2 separate regions of the Sus scrofa genome follow, and region 1 is linked to region 2. The links are chromatin contacts, called in public Hi-C maps. All regions are on one chromosome and are shown on one strand. Each heading gives the region's core, a stretch centred on a gene start, on an enhancer-like site or on the middle of the called end of the contact. The rest is flanking DNA. Distances are from core to core; before and after follow the strand shown.

Region 1 (7,373 bases), core at 1,067-3,566, 87 kb before region 2:
GGATAAAAATAGTCCAAGGACAGATTTTTGCCTTAATTTAAGGAAAAACTTGTCAATTAGAACTATCTAAAGAAATGAGTCTGGAGGAATGCCCTGCCTCCGGAAGTAGTGAGGTGTTCAAATGTAGATTGGACAGCCACTTGTCATTGGAGATGTTTTTTGTTGTTTTGTTTTGTTTTTTAGTTTTTTAGTTATAGTCGATTTACATGTTCTGTCAATTTCTGCTGTACAGCAGAGTGACCCAGATATATATATATATACATATATATATACATCTTTTTTCACATTATTTCATCATGTTCCATCACAAGTGTGGTTAGTTACATTCCCAGTGCTATATAGCAGAATCTCATTGCTTATCCACTCCAGATGCAATAGTTTGTATATACTAACCCCAAATTCCCAGTCCCTCCCACTCCTTCCCCTTCCCTCTTGACAACCCCAAGTCTGTTCTCCAAGTCCATGAGTTTTTTTCTTTCTGTAGGTAGGCTTGTCTGTGCTGTATATTAGATTCCAGATATAATTGATATCATATGCTATTTGTCTTTCTCCTCCTGACTTAGTATGAGCATCTCTAGTTCCATCCATGTTGCTGCAAATGCCATTATTTTGTTCTTTTTTATGGCTGAGTAGTATTCCATTGTGTATGCATACCACATCTTAATCCATCCATATGTCAGTGGACATTTGGGTGGTTTCATATCTTGGCTATTGTGAATAGTGCTGCAGTGAACACAGGGGTGCATGTATCTTTTTCAGTGAATACTTTGTCTGGATATATGCCCAGGAGTGGGATTGCTGGATCATTTGGTAGTTCTATATTTGGTTTTCTGAGGTATCTCCATACTGTTTTCCCTAGTGGTTGTACTAATTTACATTCCCACCAACAGTGTAAGAGGGTTCCCTTTTCTCCACACCACAGCATTTGTCATTTGTAGACTTACTACTGATGGCCATTCTGACAGGTGTGAGGTGGTACCTCAATGTAGTTTTGATTTGCATTTCTCTAATAATTAGTGATGTTGAGCATTTTTTCATGTGCCTGTTGGCCATCCATATGTCTTCTTTGGAGAAGTGTCTATTTAGGTCTTGGAGGTGTTCTACTTAAATAAGACATTTCATTCATTGGATAAGGGCTGGACCTCCAAGATCCCCTTTCTTTTTTTTTCTTTTTTTTTTGTCTTCTTGCCATTTCTTGGGCCGCTCCCACAGCATATGGAGGTTCCCAGGCTAGGGGTCAAATCGAAGCTGTAGCTGCCAGCCTACACCAGAGCCACAGCAACGTGGGATCCGAGCCGCGTCTGCAACCTACACCACAGCTCACGGCAACGCCGGATCGTTAACCCACTGAGCAAGGGCAGGGACCGAACCCGCAACCTCATGGTTCCTAGTCGGATTCGTTAACCACTGCGCCACGACAGGAACTCCTGAGATCCTCTTTCAACACAGAGAGTCAGTGACTTAAGTTCTGATCCCCACTTGCCAATAATTATTGTGTAGATTTGACACTGATGCAAATGCAAGCATCATTTTGTGTTGCCCATTCTTCTAATTATTTCATTAGCAATACCCTTTCCACCTCTGACAGTTGTAGCAGTTATCAAAGAAATTATTTATAGTTACTGTAACCCTAAAGGAACTAGATATTTTAGATTCATATTTAGATGTTATAGGTTCATAGGGCAGTAAGGGACCTTAAAGTCGTATAGTCTAATCTTGTAGATTTGATTCCCTGAGAATATTGGGTCACTTTTTCAGCATGTCCTCGTTCAGAGAGCGCTATTTTATAAAGTTATTCTGAATTGATTGTATTTTTACTAAAGCTGGATCGTCTAGTATCAGAAAACTGGTGTAGGAAAGCTGGCATGTGGGAAGTACTCTCAAGAGGAAGCAAGAGAAAAGGTATAAGGCCTTTTGAAATTAGCTACCCACTTTCAAAGCCCTCGTAGGTTTGTTCTCTGACATTAACAGGTTAATACCATAGTGATAACTTTATTAGGCCTATTTAGTTTTTCTGTGCTTTCTTTATCTCAATGACTTTTCCTAAAAATAAGAGTAGGAGATGTTTTTTGTTTTTGCATATTCAGTTTTAGACACTGGCAGTTCCAGTGCTGGCCGTCATTGAGCAGGAATCTTGTCCTTAAAGTTCTATGACTTTATCATCTTTGTGTGTGGATCATTAGAAGTAAAACTCTCTTCTCCCCCCACTCCCCTTTTTGCTGTTTTTGTTAGAATTTGTGCTAGAATAGATTGTTTTAGGACCAAAGTTCAGACACACATGTTGATTCAAGGATCAAAGTCCAGCAAGTAAAAGGCTAGTCTACACTGTGGCAAATCAATGCAGCTTTATTTTTGTGTTGTATTTGACTAAGGGACATTCTGTATTAACAGGGCAAATTTGTATCCATTCTTATTTGACTAACGGTCATTATTGGAGAGGAATTATTTGCTAATGCAGTTACTTTGTGACATATAATTTTATTGTTGCATAATACATGTTTCAATATTTGATAATTTTTAAGGAATCTTTTTTTTTAATTTTAGGGCTACACCCACGACATATGGAAGTTCCCAGGCCAGGGATTAAATCCAAACCACACCTACAACCTATGCCACAACAACACCAGATCCTTTAACCCATTGTGCCAGGCCCCAGACCGAGGATTGAACCTGTACTTTCACAGCAACCTGAGCCACTGCAGTTGGATTCTTAATCCACTGCGCCATGGTGGGAACTCAGTATTTGATAATTTTTAGTTGACTAATATAGGGTGGTTCATTTGGAACATGTCTTGTTATATCTTAAAAATAGAAGTATCTTGGAGTTCCCTTCGTGGCTCAGTGGTTAATGAATCCGACTAGGAACCATGAAGTTGTGGGTTCAATCCCTGGCCTCGCTCAGTGGGTTAAGGATATGGCATTACCGTGAGCTATGGTGTAGGTCGCAGATGCAGCTTGGATCTGGCGTTGCTATGGCTCTGGCATAGGCCAGTAGCTACAGCTCTGATTAGACCCCTAGCCTGGGAACCTCCATATGCTGCAGGAGCGGCCCTAGAAAAGGCAAAAAGTCAAAAGAAAAAAAAAAAAGAAGTATCTTTATTGTATTTACTGATCTTTAAAGGTAGTATGTAATTATTCTTTCAAACACACACACACACAAAAAAATGGAAATGCTTAAAGAATAAAAGCATCCCAGGCCTACAGGTAATACCATCACTGTTAAGTTTGGTTTTCCTTACAAACTTATTTATATACACACACATATACATATACACATATTAATAATACTTTGTATATTTGTATATACATATAGATAATGTCTTAACTGCCAGTTAGATTATACTATGTTTGCATTCTGTAATCTTTTTTGGGAGGGGGTCTTTTTTTAGGGTCACACCCACAGTATGTGGAAGTTCCCTGGCTAGGGGTCAAATGAGAGCTGCAGCTCCTGGACTACACCACAACCACAGCAACACCAGATCCAAGCCGCATCTGCGACCCACACCATAGCTCACAGCAACATGGATCCTTTAACCCACTGAGCAAGGCCAGGGATTGAACCCTCATCGTCATGGATACTAGTCAGATTCTTAACCTGCTGAGCCGCAATAGGAACTCCCTGCTTTCTGTAACTTTTTAAAAATTTGATATGGCATGGATATTTTTCTGTGATAATACATATAGATATGCTAAGGGTTTTTGATAGCTGTATAGTATTTATTTAACCAGTCTTTTTTTTTTTTTTTTTTGTCTTTTGTCTTTTTGTTGTTGTTGTTGTTGCTATTTCTTGGGCCGCTCCTGCGGCATATGGAGGTTCCCAGGCTAGGGGTTGAATCGGAGCTGTAGCCACCGGCCTACACCAGAGCCACAGCAACGCGGGATCCGAGCCGCGTCTGCAACCTACACCACAGCTCACGGCAACGCCGGATCGTTAACCCACTGAGCAAGGGGCAGGGACCGACCCCGCAACCTCATGGTTCCTAGTCGGATTCGTTAACCACTGCGCCACTACGGGAACTCCTATTTAACCAATCTTAATCCCTAATTGGTAGGGATTTAAGTTGTTTTCTTTTGTTGTTATTGTTATAAAATGAACATCTTTATACATATCTGAGATGCTCATCTATTTTAAGTACATAATTAAATTTCTAAAAGCATTGCTGATCAAAGCATATCTATATATTAAACTGATTTATATTGCCAGATTTTCCTCAAGAAAAAGGTATTCAGAATTTTACTTCTAGCAGTGTATGAAAATGTCGTTTCTTCACAGAAATGAACTTCTTCTAAGTCATGTAATAAGCATTTTCTTTTTTAAAGTCTGACAAATATTTTTTCATAGTTTAACTGGCTGGTCCTATATTACTAATTCAGTTCTTGAGGTCTTGATCCTAATGTAAATATACTCTCCACAAAATCTTAACCTGTATGTCTTTTGTATGATCAGTAAAAAAGGAGAAACTAGATTAAAGACAAGTATATTGTAGGAGATAATTGTTTTAAAATATAGAGTTCATATTGGAATTGCTACTTTAACTCAGTATAACTTAGAGAAGTTACCCATGAGACTTTAAATCTTTGGTCTTTCTGCTGAGGCTCTTTGGTATATCTCAGCTTATTTATTTATTTTTAAAAAGAATTTATTGGTCTGTAAAAGTGAATTAAATTTTCAGAGAGCTATAAAAATTAAAGCTAAACTGCAGTTAATTTAATTGCATTGGGTAGTTCAAAATGTGTTTTAAATGTAATATGCACATTTTCAAAAAATCTCTTTTAAATGAACAGGAAACTCTGATGAAGAAGAAAGTACTTCAGAATCTGACCTTTGGAAGGGCCCACTACCAGAGACAGATGAAAAATCACAGTAAGTCCTGATATTAATAGATAATGCATACCTTCTGCATCATCTAGGAAGCTATGAACACAGCCTCTTTGATAACAGTTAATGAAAAACTTAGTGTCATGAATGTCTGTTTAAAGCCAGGGAACACTTAGCCTGATAAAATCAGTTTATTCTCAGTCATTGTTTGTGGCCATAAACAGTCAAGTCATCCAGCTCCCTCTTAGTGAGTAAATCTTTTCCTCAGCTCACCTTGACAGATGACCCCTAGTCTTTACTTAGGTTCTTTCAAAGAGGCACTGTTTACTAGCTTCCAGAGAAGCCTATCCATGATATTTTGATTATTGTAAACCTCTGCAGGGAAGCGCCTTGAAGGTACATCTAGGTGTAAAAGCTCAATGCATGCCTTGTTCTTTGCTGTTGGTTGGAAGAACTGTCTGGATATAGGCTGGAATGTTAGCAGCTCTTGTTACTGGGATGTTCACCACTTGAACTTTATATGTTGAAAGAGGATAAAATAATACCTACAACATAGAGTTTATTGTGAAGATTTAATAAAGAATATAAAGTACCTCATATAGTACCTACCAATATAGTAAGTTCTTAATAAATGTTAGTCCTGTTTTGTTAGTCTCTGGGCATATTGGTTCAAAACTGTATGTATATTTAATACTCAGCAGCTCTATGAAGAAATGTAATCATTTTATAGATAAGGAAACTGAGCCCAGAAATGTTAAATAACTTGCTTACCCAGCTGATAACTGATAGAGCAAGAACTTAAACACTGTCTGATTTGAAAACCTGTACTATTTCCATTGTATCACTCTGGCTTCTAGCAGTAATACTTACTTAGTATTTTATAATTTTTCATAATATTTTAACACAGTATTATTTAATACCTCCTTTCAGAGTTTTGTTCTTTGTTTTAGATATAATCTTCACTGCTACAAATACATATTTACTGTTCTCAGAGTAATAAAACCTTCAACCTAAGCAGATTTCCCCTATTCCTGGGAGTAAGACTTGTATTCCTCGTTAAAATAGCTTCTTTTTCATTCATTTTTTGATCAGACTCTAATTTGAAATGAGAATGAACAGAGTAAGCTATAAAGTCAACCAAAAATGTACTTAAAAATAAAATCGTAGGTAATAAATTCACTTAGGGAGAGGTGTTTAACATGTACGACATCTTAATCGGTCTGGGTATAGTTATTTTGGAAGTCAAAAATTATTTGATAGGAGTTCCCATGATGGCTCAGTGGTTAAAAAATGCAGCTAGCATCCATGAGAACCTGGGTTGGATCCCTGGCCTTGCTCAGTGGGTTAAAGATCCAGCGTTGCCATGAGCTGTGGTGTAGGTCGCAGATGCGGCTCAGATCCTGTGTTGCTGTGGCTGCGGTGTAGGTTGATGGCTACAGCTCCAATTGGACCTCGATCCTGGGAACCTCCATATGCTGCGAGCACGGCCCTAAAGAGGCAAAAAGACCAAAAAAAAAAAAAAAAAAAAAAAAGAATTATTTGGTAGCTGAATCATGAAATATATTGATATATAAAAGAATCAGCAAATATGTTAGATTAAAATGTTTTATTTTTATTAATCATATAATGTGTCACCTTGTAATTTTTTCTATTTGATTTTAATACATATACTTTTTTTTTAAATAGGGAAGAAGAATTTGATGAGTATTTTCAAGATTTATTTCTGTGAGAAGGAAGAAAGATGCCTACATTCCTTAATGTGAAAGTATACTTTGAAACACTTCACAAAAGTTTTGTCTGCAAATTGGAATTTGAGTGGTTTGTCTTTGGAAATAAAAATCCAGCTATTCTTAGCATGTCAGATGCTTCGAAAGTTTTTCAGTTCTATGAGACACTTTTCCCTGTCCCTTATATATCTTTTCAGCTGCTTCTATAGCTCTCTTCCATCTGTAGCTCCTAGAGGATGGACCTAGTACACTGTACCGAGATCCATTGTTCCTAAATTTTGTAGATTTTTTTTTCCCCCACTGATTCACACTTACCTTCCCTTGCCTCAGTTTATATTATTATGATTATTGGGATTCACAAAATCATAAAGTTGATAAGGTATGTCTTCAAACTCTTCTTTGATACACTGGCACCCCTCTTTTGAGTACCCATTTTGTCATCAGCTGCCTTTTTTTTTTTTCTTACATTTGTCTTGCTTCTTTCTCACTTCTGTCACTTAAGGGAGTTCATTATAATCAAATTTTAGTCCTTAGTGTATGAGTGATTTATTATAAAGTAAATTAATACCACAGGGGGCCAAATGAGGTCCCAGTAGTCTAAAACAAGATGTATTTATGAAAATTGACTTAACACAGATGATGAAATAACATAGTTTAATTTAATAGGACTGTGTGCAGAGAGTTTGTCTCAGATACAGCCAGGCAGATATGGATACACTTACATGTAGAGATACAATATAAAATATAACTTCTTAATTTGGGGTCCCTATAGGCAGGAGTCAGTGCATGTGCTTCAGGAGATCTAAGCACCCCTAGCTAGAATCTAT
Region 2 (6,981 bases), core at 377-2,876:
AACCACGCATTGGAAAGGAGATAGGTACCCTGAAGTCCTTTCTACCTACAGTGCATAGATACTACCTACCATGTGTGTGGCCACACCCAGGGTCCCTGTAGGGGCGGCTGGAGAAGACCTTGTTTGAGCCATTTGGGATTATACACCCTGGGATAAAACTGACCTCACCTGAAGATCTCCTGGTTAGCAGGCAGGCCAAAAACAGGGCTTTCCCAGCAGGAAAGAGGGGGTAGTAAGGAGTTAATTGCATCATCACTGGTACACAAATGGAGAACTGGGTGAGAGGAAGGTGGAAAATGAAGCAGAGAACCAGGCCCAGGCTGAGAGATGGCCAAAGACTTACAGGACAGTGACAGAAGCCACAGGTGTTTTTGTTCCAGAGGCTCAGAAGCAACCCAAGACCATCAACTCCTTATTTCTCCATTTGGCAGTCACCCTTCTCTACCTCCACCCTCGCTCACTTCAGGTCTGGTGGCAGCAAAAGGGACCAAATTCATCTCCGTCTTTTTCAGTTTGGGCCATGGAGGCACAGCGATATTGTACGGAAGGAATCTCACAAAAAGATTCTATCACTGCTATATCCCTAATGCTCATTCAGTCCAAAGCTGAATGCTGTGATCAGATTAGAGGAACTCTTTTAACTCCGAATGGAGAGAGAAAACCATGGTCAGTGAATTGTGCCATGACTGGGTAAAATCACAGACCAAGTCACAGCATTTGGACTTAATTGACCATTGACGTTATAGAAGTTTGTTCACCTCCCCCTCTTGTCCACTCCGCAGCCAATTCACCTTAGCTGTTTTGAAAACAAAACAAAATTCCACTCTGGCTTTGAAATAAAATTGCAGGATTAACAATTGGTAGGTGTGTTTCAAAGCGGTTTGAGCGAAGTGCCACGGGGTAAGTAAGCGACCACCGAGGTTGCTAAAATATTTCCTGTCCTGACCACGTTTGCGTTTCTGGAGAATATTTAACAGGGAGGGTTTTAATGCTTCTAAAGATGTTGAAACTAAAGAACAAATATTGATCCAGAGGGCACCACAACTCCCCTGAAAGAGAGTAAAAGACAGTCTTTATAAAATGAAAAACTACTTGGCCGAAATAGTCCCAACCCCCTGCACAACCAGCTCTCAGAGGGCCGAGGGGCCAATTTGGCACGGCCGGGACCCGGGCAGCACTAACGCACCGGGCAGCATCGCAGGTTCCCTTCGCTCTGGGAGGCCACGGTCTTCCCGCCAGACCGACCTGAGCCTCCAGCCAGAGCAACTGGGCCTCGAGGCCACCCCAGGCCGCAGCTGGCGGCCGCTGGCACCGGTGCCGGGTAACTAGGCCAGAGCTGGTTCCCGCCGCTCGCCGCCGCCGGAGAGTTGGGCTCAGGCGAGGCCACCCCGCGCGGCAGCTCCACAAGCCCCGGGCGGCGCTGGAGGTGAGGCTCTCGCCCAAAGGGACCCTCCCAGCGCCCAGGCGGCGGTGAGTCAGGGCGCGTTATGCAAGTGCTGGCCCACGGGCCCCGGCGCCTCCCCCTCGGTCTTTCACCCCGCGCCGTTACGAAAGCGCGACCCCCTCCCCCCGGAGCTATAAAGAGGCCGGGCGGCCCCGCGGCGCGCTCGCTTCCCTTGCTCCACGCGCGCCTGGACCCGCGGCCACGCTTGCGCGCAGCTCCCGACGGTGAGCAGTGGCCTGGCGGGATGCGGGGCCGGGATGAGCGGGATCGGGGTACCGGGCCGGGTAGGGTGGGGGACCTGCAGCCCGCAGGATGGGGAGTTGGTGCGGGCGGGAATGGGTCTGGGGACCGGCAGTGGCGGGCCAGGTGGTCCGGCAGCCAGGCGCTCACCGCGAGCGGTTTCCCTAGGGCGGACTCCGGAGCAAGATGGAATGGGTTTGGGCGCTCGTGCTACTGGCGGCGCTGGGCAGCGCCCAGGCAGAGCGCGACTGCCGAGTGAGCAGCTTCCGAGTCAAAGAGAACTTCGACAAGGCTCGTGTAGGTATCAGCTTCCCGGATCCCCAGCATTCCCCTTTCCCGGCGGTAAGCCGGGCGCTCCGGGACATCAAACCCTGGTCTCCTCTCTTCCCCAGTTCTCCGGCACCTGGTACGCCATGGCCAAGAAGGACCCCGAGGGGCTCTTTCTGCAGGACAACATCGTCGCCGAATTCTCCGTGGACGAGAATGGCCACATGAGCGCCACGGCCAAGGGTCGAGTCCGTCTTTTAAAGTCAGTGGCATCTGGAGGGAGGGGAGAGGGACTGTGCTCTTTGTGCTGCAGGGTCCCCCGGGCTGAGCGCCCAACTCTGACTGGGGAGGGAAAGGAGAACCGCGGGTGGGATGGAGGGAAGACACCCTTTGCTTGGCCTGGCTCAGGATCCACCTGGCTTTTGCAGTAACTGGGACGTGTGCGCAGACATGGTGGGCACCTTTACAGACACCGAGGACCCTGCCAAGTTCAAGATGAAGTACTGGGGCGTAGCATCCTTCCTCCAGAAAGGAAGTGAGTAGTCAGCTCATTGGGACTGTGTTGGGGGATGGGAGGCACACCTCGCCAAATCGCTGGGTTTCTTCTCCAGCGACACCCTTCTGAAGGATGCTCTGTAAGTGGCTAGAACCCTCAGCATGGCTTGAGGCTGGCGGGGTCGGGCGGGGGAGGTTGGTGAAGTTGAGAATAGATCAGCCCCTTCATCACCCTACCCCCTCCCCCCAGCTCAAAAACCTGGCCCAAGCTCAAAAGGACCTTTGGGCTTGTCACGTGACCTCCTCCTGCCATTTACCCGCGCAGCAGCTCTGTCAGGGCGTGCAGCCTTTTCCATGCTTAGACCTCCCATCTCAAGTTCTAACTTACATTACTGTTCAACCCGATTTTGTATTTCCTCCATTTGTTTGGTCTGAATCCCTGAAATAGCTTGACTTCTAGGGGCTCCAGCAGAGGCTCAGAGCCTGCTTGTCCAAGGACGCTGAGCATTTGTGCACAGGCTTGGCTCACTCCCAGGTGCCCTACCTGCCAATACTGAGATTCTATGTCTGGATGACAGGGACCTCTTCTCTTTCTCCCAAGCCCCCCAAATTGTATGGGGGGCAGGGTGTTGAGGATTCTCGAAAGAGCACCCTAAAATCTGACCTGATGTAGATGTTTGAGAACGTACACGTGTACGTGCTCTATTTCTCCCCCATTTCTACTAAGTTTCAAACCTGGAGTCTTCTTGGTACCTAGAGAATAATGCAGCTGGGGGCGGGGGGCAGGGAGGGAGGGGCATATCATGGAATCTTAGAGAATGGAGAGTTAACCCTGTGAAGGGGGCTCAATATACAGATGAATAAACTGAGGCCACAAGAAGATAGTGCTCAAGACTTTCATAGCCTGTTGGGAGGTGATACATGAAAATGCTTAATAAGCACTCAACAGACATTAGCCATGACCATCATTGTTTGGGGCCCTCCCAAAAAGACCAAAGACTCTCCTTTGTCCATCTTCCAGATAAAGTCTATCGCTCAGCTAAAGGCATCGTTGTCTGGCTGATATAACAACACAGGCTTGACTGTCTACTGTAGTTTCTCCAAGACAAGGTCCCTAGACTGTCTACATTCAGACCAGCTGGGGTTCTTGTTAAAAATGAGATTTGCCGGCTCCAACCCAGACTTATTGAAACAGGAACTTTTGGGGTGAGGCCTCAGTCTGCATTTTGACTGTGCTCCTTCTCACAGTAAAGCTTGAGAACCACTGTTTTAGGTCATTCAATCCAGAGTTGCTTGGCTTACTCCACTCACTTTGCCTTTGCCTGACTTCTGGGGGCAATGAGTTAAAAATAGCACCCTGCCCACAATCTGGCTCAGCTGGACTATTAGACCTGAGAACCACAGGGAGCCTCTCACCTAGTTGTGTTGGTTTAAAGGGTTGGAGGACACAGGTATAGGGAGCTGAAGGGACACATCCCAGGCCCACCGCAGAGAGGAACAGATCTTCAGGATGTCCGGTCCCTAGAGGCAGCTCCCTCTACCAAGGGTTTTCTTTGGTTTTTGGACTGGCACTCAAAACCTCTAAACCCACCTAGGTGGGTACAGTGCAGACACAGATATAGTGTAAGCCCATGCCCTGGGAGGGTAGAGGAGAATGGGAGCCATATGGCCACTGCCTTGATCACGCTCTCTCCCTAGCTCCTCTGCGTGCAGGTAGCCACTGTCCAAACAGGTTTGGGGTGTCTGGCTCTCCAGGAAGACCCACCCCACATGCTGGGAATGAGGAGGTTGGAGGACCAAGCTTGTTCTTCCCATCAGCCCCGAGAGGGTTCATCTCTTGTCTTAGAGGGAGACGCTGGTAAAGATTGCTAATGATTTAAATTCTTCATCTTTGAACTATTTAGCCAATAAGAACCTGGAGAGAAACCAAACCAATGCAGATTTTCTTTTAAAGTCAAGAAGGGTAGTCAGTTTTCCTAAAACCAGGCAGTGAAGTTTACTTCCTATGGCAGCATTCACATTCTCGCAACAATTCTGGGGAAAAAAAATTAAACCCAATTCTGGGCTTGTGGCTGCTCTGATCATGAATTGGGGCTCACATTTCAAAGGAGTGTCTGAGGGGTAGGCTGTGACTGACACAGTGAGCCCCATAACCAGGGAAGAAATGACTTCATTCAAAGAGGAAGAAGACTTTGCCCAGATGCTTGGGAGCCTGTGAGGGGAGCCGGTGTTCAGGAGGACTTACCAGCAGGCAGCCCCAAGTATCCGTTCCTGACTATCTGCTGACCAACAGCGTGGCCACTGCTGTCAAACATCTAGGCGCCCCCTGCACCTGTGCCCCTGACCCCAGCCTCTGACATTCTCCCCTTGGGAAACCCTAGGAGGTTCAGGGGTAGCTGGCTCAGTTTTCCTTTTGGCAGGCCTGCCGTGAGCTGAAGAGGGGGCTCACCCCCCACCCCTGTGCAGCTTTCCTGCAGGGCATGGGTTTGAGTGCCTCCTAGGTGGGCACTCTTGTGGGTCTCAGAGCCAAGGGGCACACCCAGAGGTGACCTAAGAGAGCATTAGCGATCTTCCTTACACCCTTAAAGCTCAGGGATCTGGGTTCCTCTGCATTCCTCCCGCTCTGTACATGACCCAGAGCAGAGATCATCCCTTGCTTCATGACCTAGATGTGAAAAGGAGACACAGAGGCTTTGGTTTCTTGTCCTCTGCCCACCCCACCCCCCACCCCCGCCGTTTACTTATTGCCTGGAGACGGTGTGGTATAGAGGCCAGGCGTGGGGACTCCAGAGTCAGAGGGCATCTCAGTTCTCTGCTACTCTTGGTGATCCTGGGTGAATTATTAATTTCTCTGGGCCTCCGTTTCCTCATCTGTAAAGTGGGGATGACATAGCCTGCTTTCAAGTCCGTGTGAGGAATAATTGAGAAAACATTCTTTCTAGCTCTGTGGAGGGTGTCTACACCGTGACTGACACGGAGTTAAGGGCTCAGAAAGTCCTGGTCATGGTTCTATGTCAACAGGAATGTTAAGTAGAAACGTGACACGTTTTACCAAATGCAAGGTATTTGGATAAACCCGAGCGGTGTTGTTTCTCCTGGGCCAACCTCTCACATACGTTCTTATTACCGTGGTTTCCCATCCTGCCTTTGTTGACGTTATTACCACCTTTGTTTACACTTACTCTTCATCCCCCTGGCTTACATCCCAGTCTTAGGAAGAAATATAAGCTAATGTCTTCACAGGTGCAGCTCTGCTTCTGTCAGAGGAGCTCTGAAGGGGACAAGCTCTAAGAGAACATCTGACGTGGGAGGCTGGGTGGGGACCTCTCGCCCCCAAGGCAGAACCTACCCTCTTGTGCCAGCCTGGAGAAGTGAGTCGGGTTACGAAGCTGGAATTAGGATGGAGCCAGGAAAGCTGTGACCCAGATCATCCAGTAGCCTGAGAGGCAGGAGGGCAGGGTGCGAGGATGGGAAGGAGTGATACAGGTCCATGCAGAAGAGACTCATCCTGAGGGCGGGGATAACGTAGTTCGGTGGCCACCAGTATCAGCCCCAAGGACACAAGTGTGTATTGTCAGAAGACGGAGAAGACAGCAGTAGAAAGGTCCATTCTGTGGTTCTCATGGGCCCACATTCTCAGTTGTTCCTTGGAAAAATACCATCTCACTTATTGTCAGGGAGAGAAAGAATCATTGATGTGAATGAGGTTGTACGCCCACACCCCACCGCACCCCAACCTCAGGACTTTTTTCTGTGAAAGACAAAATCCTTTCTCATTTTCTCAATGTCATCAGAGCTATCAGAATTCCCTGTGGTCTCCTGCTTCCTAACTCCTGAAACCAGTTGCGGGAAGTGGCTGTTTTCTGGGGCCTGGCGGTGAGTCTCCTTGACATCCGAGAGGCTGAGGGAGACGCAGTCGCCTTTGGCTTTCTGGCTTGCAGACGATGACCACTGGATCATCGACACGGACTATGACACCTACGCCGTGCAGTACTCCTGCCGCCTCCAGAACCTCGATGGCACCTGCGCCGACAGCTACTCCTTCGTGTTTGCCCGAGACCCCCACGGCTTCTCCCCAGAAGTGCAGAAAATTGTGAGGCAGAGGCAGGAGGAGCTGTGCCTGGCCAGGCAGTACCGGCTGATCACTCACAATGGTGAGTGGTGGGTGGGAGCAGGGCACTCGCTGTCCTCCCTGAGGGGGTCCCTGGGTCTGCATTCTGAGATGCATTCCACCTGCACGCAAGAGAAAACAGGGAGTCTTTGGAGCCCCCTCCTAGCTGAAGTCTTTGTCCATCTAGACTAGGTCTTTCAGAGGCCTTATCATAGGGCCGATGCAAGAGGAGTGGGCAAAAGCCTTTTTCCAAAACCCTGGCACTTTCAAGCAAGTAAAACTGCAGGGGACACCCTCTGTTACCCAGGCCGAGTCTGTGGTCACATGATTTTGCTCCTAACTGCACTGCCCCCAAACCCAGTTGGACTGAATTAATATTGTTTGGGGATTAAGTGGCCCCAGTAAACAGCTGAGCATCAAATGT

The links. A called contact is a pair of places that touch in the nucleus more often than the background predicts.
Region 1: a Hi-C map of liver shows a contact between it and region 2, with 7 times the contacts expected there. The contact joins the enhancer-like site here to the promoter of RBP4 in region 2. A contact is called at or near these places in 1 of 5 promoter capture datasets (liver) and 7 of 47 Hi-C or Micro-C datasets (fetal liver, liver and skeletal muscle).

Annotation. Positions count from the first base shown.
Region 1 is chr14:105,126,209-105,133,581 of Sscrofa11.1, reverse strand. FRA10AC1 (fragile site, folic acid type, rare, fra(10)(q23.3) or fra(10)(q24.2) candidate 1) reads left to right here. Exons shown (of 15, transcript NM_001243654.1): 14 at 4,786-4,864; 15 at 6,506-6,675. The coding sequence ends at 6,548. Among named protein-coding and RNA genes, the nearest start is that of FRA10AC1, 40 kb to the left of the region's middle. Within about 2 kb of position 2,316, at least 4 of the 83 cell types and tissues checked have an H3K27ac peak or open chromatin away from gene starts, as enhancers often do. A contact at or near this core is called in fetal liver and liver, where this site is marked.
Region 2 is chr14:105,038,836-105,045,816 of Sscrofa11.1, reverse strand. RBP4 (retinol binding protein 4) reads left to right here and starts at 1,626. Exons shown (of 6, transcript NM_214057.1): 1 at 1,626-1,668; 2 at 1,853-1,981; 3 at 2,077-2,213; 4 at 2,380-2,486; 5 at 6,388-6,600. The coding sequence starts at 1,871. It also overlaps a transcript of PDE6C not described here.